Regions from separate parts of the Muntiacus reevesi genome. Here region 1 is linked to region 2. Evidence: chromatin contacts called from public Hi-C data. All regions are on one chromosome and are shown on one strand. The core of a region is the stretch at or near the end of the contact, and the rest is flanking DNA. Distances in the headings are between cores, read along the strand shown. Region 1 holds the start of HBP1 (HMG-box transcription factor 1). Region 2 holds the start of NAMPT (nicotinamide phosphoribosyltransferase).

Region 1 (3,615 bases), core at 571-3,070, 850 kb before region 2:
CAAGGGTTTGTTCCCTGGTTGGCCTGGCCAGGGAGCCAAATAAATAAAATCTTTGAATTTTTTAATAAGTAAATGCGCTTATAAAACTAAGTAAAATGAAAACCAGGAAGTGAAATCAAAATTTCACTCTATAAATAATGTACTGTCAATTTATAATTTAAATATTTTGTTTTGGCTTTCTCAAAAGTATAAAAGCTCCAAAATACATTGGGTGTATTGAATTCTTTTGACTATAATTCAAATTTCCTTAAAACTGTGTCAAATATTACCTACTCAGCAAGAACTGAGTAGTTCAATCGTGGAAATTCAACAGTTGACCCTAGTACTCAGCAAGTTAAATCGGAAAACAGCAGAAACAGTAACAACAAAAAGCAGAGACTGAAAGAACTAGCAGTACATCACAAATGTAGATCATTATCAATAGAAAGAAATAGGAAAATATTTACAAATGTTACAACTATTCTAATTATCCAAAAGTAACTTTAATTTCACTAAATCATTGTTAGGAATCACCTGTTACTGCTAGTTAGAGGGAAATAAATCTATACACTCAGTCGGAATTGCTGGTAGGACTCCAACACTTCCTGGTATATACACAACTGACTTTTAACCTCCTCCCTTTAGCATCATTGGCTCCCAGAATTAAAGACTCTCGAGTGTTTCCCCGCAGTCAGAGCTCCCTTTACAAAAGATTCTTGCTGAAAACTCCTACTAAAGAATTCACTCTAGGTGATGTGTTCAAAAGAATGCACGGCGGCGAGCGAACTCCCCTAGACAGCAGGCAGCGTTTGAAGGAACTACAAAAACCCGGCCCCGACAGTCGATTTCGCTAGTTGTCTTTTTTGTTTTAATCCGCCTGGGGCAGCAGCATAGGCTGGAAGGCGGAGACTGAAACCGCCTGCCAAGCCTCGATCTCGGTCACACAGAGGCAGTGCCTCCCGGTTCACGCCAAGTCCATCCCCCACCCTCTTTCGCCATTCATAGCGTTCCCCTCCCCTCCCCCCATCATGTGACCGCAGCCTGGACTCCAGGCTTGTTTTTCCCCTCGGCTCAACTCCACCGCGCAGGCGCCAAGGAGTCCATTCATTCGAACTGCGTAACAATGAGCCCCGGGGCCCAAGGGCTCCGCGAGCTTCCCAGTTCGGCCCGAGCCCCTCTCGGCCCCCAAAGAGGCGGCGCCTCACAGGAGTCCTCCACCCGCGGCCGGCCGCCCACCCCGGGCCAACCTCCGACCCTCCGCCCACTCGCGGGGAGTTGAAGTCAAACTTTCCTGGGCAGCCCCAGAGTCGCGTCGGCCCCCTTCCCCCCGCTCAGGCCCGCCCCATCTCCTCACCCGGCCCGGCCACCCACCGCGCCACCCGGCCCAGAGCGCCGTCCTCGCCGACGCCTCCCAAGCCCCCGCCCCAAGACCCCCACGGACCGCGCCAACGCGAAGCCCAGGTGAGCTCGCGGGAAGCGCCAGTCCGGTGGGTTCGCCGCAGGCCGGTATCGGACGGTTAACTGCCCCCGCCGTCAGGAAGAGGAGAGCCGACCCGAGTTCACCCGGTCGCCAGATACCCTCGGGATCCTGCCCCTCCCTTCCCCACCCCCACCCCTTCCCGAACAGAAAGACAACAAACCCGCCGCGGAGTGTAAGTTGCCCCGGCGCGGGCCACCCCGGCCGCGACAACACCACCAGCAACTCGCGTATCCCCTCTCCAACTGACGCCGGCCTCCCCGGGGCGCGTTACTGCTCCTGCCGCCGCTCTTAGCCCTCCACCGAAACTTTCCTACTTACCAAACCCGTCGCCATTACCAATCTTTCAAGCTTCGTCTTCCCCCTCCCCTCAAACCCCCGGGGGGTTGAGCCTCCGCCCTGCTCCTTCGCCTTCTTATTGGCCTGCGGCACTGCCATTCGTTCATTTCTCCTTCCTATTGGGTGGTACCGTGGTCCGTCTCGGTGGGCGGGCTTGTGTTGACTTTTGTGTTGTATTTATTGGGGAAGACGGGGTGTCAATCACCAGGATGAGCGCTTCGGATTGGATTGCTGCCGAGACTCCCGGGACCCCAGCCAAACATTGCCTCCGAAATGGATTGTGGGTTCGTAGTCTGGGTCTGGCTATGTTTCTCTCCGAGATTGCACGTCGGAGGAACGAGTTGGACTACGTATCCCAGAAGTGCGTGCACGGTGCAGTCTTGATAGTAAACAAGAGTCATAGGGACACGTGTATCAGCTCGTTTGTTTTGGTGTCTGGGACAAAAAGGAGGGGGCGGAGGAAGGGAGTGTTTTAAAGCTTTTGCCTCTTCTCTTCCTTTGGGCCTGTGCTAGCACTCAGAGCAGCCTCAAGCCTCTCGCAGCACCCATTCCGGGCCATAAACAGCCAGAGTCGCTTGCGGCTCAGATTTTGGCAAGAGGCCAAGGTATTGTTTTAGTGCGAGGGGAAGGAGATGACTGCACAAGCGGAAGCAGTGCTTCGAGGGGGACCCAGTCACCCAGAAATCACGGCCCCAGGCATGATAGGGATAATAAAGGTGGTGCTGGAGTCCAGTGGGAAGACTTAACATTCCTTTATCCTGAGCCTGGCTTCACCCCTCCCTAGACAACAGCTTGAAATTTCTCTGCCGACTCTGTTCAGTTCACCCGAGATTTTTTGAATGCCGGCTGCGTGCCAGGCACCGAGAAGCTTGGGGGTGAACAATGAGAGAGAAGCTCGAGGGTCTGGACAATTTACAAAACTGTGAAGCGGGAGGTGGGGTCATTACTGTTGACGTTGGAATTGAGGAAAGGCAAAAAGATGTTTTCTATATTGACCAGCTTACTCGTTGTTTAAGGTAATACGGAGGGGTATAATGTGTGACGTAAACTGATGTAATTTGTGAATCGTTATCAGGGTTTCTCTGGTGAGTTGCTGTTTAACCATTTTTCCTCTTCCAGAGGTCTTCCCATTGATGAAAGAATGTCTTCCTACTTCGTTTCCAACTAGGAGTTCCTCCTTAAGTTATGAATTCTCTGACTCAGGGGAGGAGGATGGCTTTTCTGGCTTTATAGTTACCTTCATTTTAAACAAGGCTGTCCAGTTCCTAATCTATAATTGATGTTTTTACCATTCTCATTACAAAGGCATTATTAAGCTTCTTCCCCTTTGAACTTTTAGTGTTTAGTCATTTAAGCTATGTTTTAGGTTTTATACCTTTAGATCACTATATGTATGTTTAAGAGGAGGAAGACATACTAGAGAGAAATCTATAAAGTCAAACTTTTGGAAAGGAGCCTTAAATCCTTGCTGGTGATTCCTTTAAAAATCCCTACTTTTCTTGAATTTTTAAATCTGAAACCCACGGAACAAATATGGAAATCCAAAGTAACTTTCTGGTACTGAATCAAGTTTTCAAATTGTTTTATGGATTCCCTGTTTGAATCCTTAAAGGGAATTATTTATAGAATAGTCCTCCCTACCATGTGATCAAAGATGCACATTCTGTATTCACAAATAGCAATCAAATTATTCTTTTGTTTCTTAAAAATAATCCAGAGGGCCAATAAAATGCCTGAATTTTTCCCCAAGTAAAAAGGACAATATTTGTATTTATCTTAGTTCAGAGATTAATGGAGTGACCCCAAGACTCAACTGTGGC
Region 2 (3,536 bases), core at 904-3,403:
TTGCCGTTTCCTTCTCCAGGGGATCTTTTCGACCCAGGGACTGAACCCACATTTCCTGCATTAGCAGTCTGATACTGCTGATGCCTAATTCTACCTTAGACAAATGGAGATTTTTCTATTGGTAACATGACTTCATTTTCCTCTTATCCTGTGGAGACTGCACTGTGTTCAAGTTGCTGCTTCGAGTGCAGGCCTTATGGCTGTTTCTGCATTTAACAAGCAATGTTAATTGCATATTTACTTGCACTGATATTAAGCCTTTTCACCTTAAAACTGTAAATTCAATTCAAAGACTGAAGCTTAAATTTTATGCTACCATAAACAAAGCCCACTTTGTAATCAGAATTCTATTCCCCCACACACACATACATAAAACAATGGTCAGTTATACATACATGGATTCCAGGAAGCTAAGCAAAAAGCATTTGTCATTTAAATAAAATAGGTTATAGAAATTTTAAATGAATGAAGAAAAAAAGATCCAAATTAAGAGCAAAACGGATCATTTTTCTTCTCTGAATTGTACTCTTTAACGTATTAATAACAATCTCCCCAAATAAAATTTTTAGTATTTTAATTTAATATTAGTTTTGAAAGTAATTTTCCCTAATAAACATGAGTTAGGTCTACCAAAAAAAGCCTCGTTTGTTTTAAACCTTGTTGTTGAAATAATTCTAAATGCATTAGTATTATTCATTACCTTGGTGAGTGCCTAGGGATATCTCACCAGTCTGTAATCTTTGCCTTTACTGAATCTCCCTATAGATGTAGGCGAGTTTGTTTTAAACCTTGTTGTTGAAATAATTCTAAATGCATTAGTATTATTCATTACCTTGGTGAGTGCCTAGGGATATCTCACCAGTCTGTAATCTTTGCCTTTACTGAATCTCCCTATAGATGTAGGCGATTGTCAGGAATCTGTACTAACTCCGAGACATAGTCTGGACTGAAGTTGGTTTTAATTGAAGAGGCCTCAGTGTTTGGACGATGAATGTCTCTCAATTCACAGCCTCTACCCCCATCCTCCATAAAATGAGACTTCCACTAACTTGAATGACAATTGCAAAGTTCATGTACCAGTTTTTATTAAGTTGGTTTTCCCCTGGTAACCTGTGTCTTGTAAAACCTAAATCTTAAAAAAAAAAAAAAAAAAAAAACTATTAATCATGGGGACAAAGGAAATCAGTTTTACGCAAAAATGCAACCGCGTATGAGAACTACGCAAACGGATGGTCCACGTTTGGCTGAAGTCATCCGACGTCGTTTCATTTGCTTTTCTATTTGCAGGTTGCCAACCCGTTTCCCAAAATTGAGCGATTACAGCGATGACACAAGTCTCGCACCCTGTCAAAGACTGTGGCCCGTTGCCGATTACTCCTCGGCAAACTAGACTTACTGGGTCTTGTCCTCTGATTTATCTGTCAGGACTAAATTCAACACCCGAATTTGGGCGCAGGCTATTTTCTCGGGAAAAGTCAAAACACCCTCAAAGGATCAAAGAGCTCAGTCACAGAGGTGGAGGAAAGTGGAGTCGATTCCTCAGGTTAAGCAGACCCCTCAGCCCTTATTCCTCAGCAAGCTCTTCAGATTTTAAAGAGGGTTAGGAGGACCAGGAGAGACCGAGGGATGAAGGCAAAAGGCTCGATCCTGAATCCGAGCCAGAGACAAAGGTGAGGAACTGCGCGAGGGGGACGGGGAGACGGACAGAGGGAGGCTCCTCAGCCCCCAGCCAGTGGCGTGACTTCAAGAGGACTCAGAAAACGGGCCAGGACTGGGTAAGGATAGGAAGGTGCCAGCGGGGCGGGCGAACCGGCTAATCGCAGGAGTGGCGAGGCTGGGAACGCCCCCCACCCCGGCCCCGCCCCCGCCCCGCTGCCTAGGGCCGTGAAATGAAAGCCAAGCGGGCGCATGGGTCACGGGCCGGGGCGGCCCCTCAGCCTCCGGCTTCCCGGTGTGGGCGTCTCCGAGAAAAGCGCGTGCCTCACGTCCTCCACCACCCCCCCCCGCCCCCTGCGATCTGCGCACGCGCGCCCTCACCCCGCCCCTCGCGTCCCCAGCGGAGCGATGGGACAGGGGCGGGCAGCCGGGGTGAGGAGGCCACCGGGAGTCCCTAGATTGCCAGCGCGCTCCGCCTCCGCCGCCGCTCCACCGCCGCCGCTTCCCTCGCAGCGTCACGGCTCCCGGGACCTCCCTCCTCTGGCCCCGCCTACTCGCTCCCTTTCCCCCTCCTCTTACCCTCCCCCTCCGACCGATCGGTGACTTAAGCAACGGAGCGCGGTGAAGCCCATTTTTCTCCTTCCTCGCAGCCGCGCCGGGCACTCCGCGGCGCGCGGCCCCCACACTCCCGCCCGAGATGAATGCTGCGGCAGAAACCGAGTTCAATATCCTCTTGGCCACCGACTCATACAAGGTAGAGGCTCGGGAAGGAAGAGGGTGCGTCGGGGACCAGCGCGAGGCTGCGGGGCGGGGGCGGCCGGGCTGGGGTCGTGGCGCTGGGGAAGCCCCGAGGGAAGGCGCGGCGGCGGCGGCGGCGGGCGGGATGGGGCAGGTGAGGCTGGCGCCGCAGTTGGGGAGGAGGCTGATGGAGCAGGGATGGAGGGATGGACGGCAGGAGGCGGGGCCTGGGGGGGTGCGTGGTGGGGCGGTGCGGCGAGGGGTTGAGGCGGGCCCGAACCGGTTCCCCGCACTCGCCGCCCGGGGCTCGGGGCAGCTCAGCGGGCCGACGGCCGGGGCGTCACTGGGTGAGCTCATGCCTTCCCCAGGAGTGCGGCCTTTTGGCCCTGGGCCCGGTAGGGCCGGCCTTGGTTAGGGCTTGCCTGAGGAGAGCAGGTCAGTTAGGCAACGGCCCCTGGGATTCCGCCGTGGAAAGAGGGAGTCAGGTTTGAAAAGTGGGGTTTCCCTCGCGTAGCTGAGTCAAGCAAGCTCACCCCTTAGTCGGCAGATGTGTCCCTCCTCGAGGAAGGGGTGGGCGAGGTCTAGTAGGGCTGCCGGAGCAGCCAGCCACGTTCCTCTCCCGGTGGCCCGGGTGCCGAGGACCCTTATCTATCTGTTCCGGGGAGCCCTGCTCGACTTCCCCGTCCCATTCCATTGGGCTCGGTTTCAAACTCCTTTGCCTCTGGTGATCACTCACACTCCTCATCCCCTGTTGCAAAGGCCGATCTGCCTGTATTCCATTAGAGCCACTTTGTGATTTCTGTGAAAAGGAAAGTGAAACACAAGAAGTTTAAAAAACTGTAGTTAACCTAGAGAACTTGTTGAGAGGACACAGCGTTCTGTTACTATGGCTCTTGGACGCTTGCTTGTATAGGTGCCCCGATCATTTTATTTGAAACTCACATACATAAATAAAGGGAAGAGTGATTAAAGGGAAATTTGAGAAATATCCCCTCCCTCAGTTTCCACATTATATGAAGTAAACTGGATTATACTTTGCTAACAAGCTTTGTTATCCAGGACACCTGAAAAATGACATGTCACTCTGAAAACACCACTTTCACAAAATAAGTTTCAGTTTTTACTTGAGCAGCATGGTAGTT

The links. Hi-C and Micro-C count contacts between places; a contact is called where the count stands out from the background.
Region 1: a contact with region 2 is called in a Hi-C map of blood, with 4 times the contacts expected there. The contact joins the promoter of HBP1 here to the promoter of NAMPT in region 2. A contact is called at or near these places in 2 of 3 Hi-C or Micro-C datasets (blood and muscle).

What each region holds. Positions count from the first base shown.
Region 1 is chr6:45,833,288-45,836,902 of mMunRee1.1, reverse strand. It overlaps HBP1 (HMG-box transcription factor 1), which reads right to left and starts at 1,820. Exons shown (of 11, transcript XM_065939838.1): 1 at 1,778-1,820. The coding sequence starts at 1,792.
Region 2 is chr6:44,982,849-44,986,384 of mMunRee1.1, reverse strand. NAMPT (nicotinamide phosphoribosyltransferase) reads left to right here and starts at 2,153. Exons shown (of 11, transcript XM_065938655.1): 1 at 2,153-2,410. The coding sequence starts at 2,354.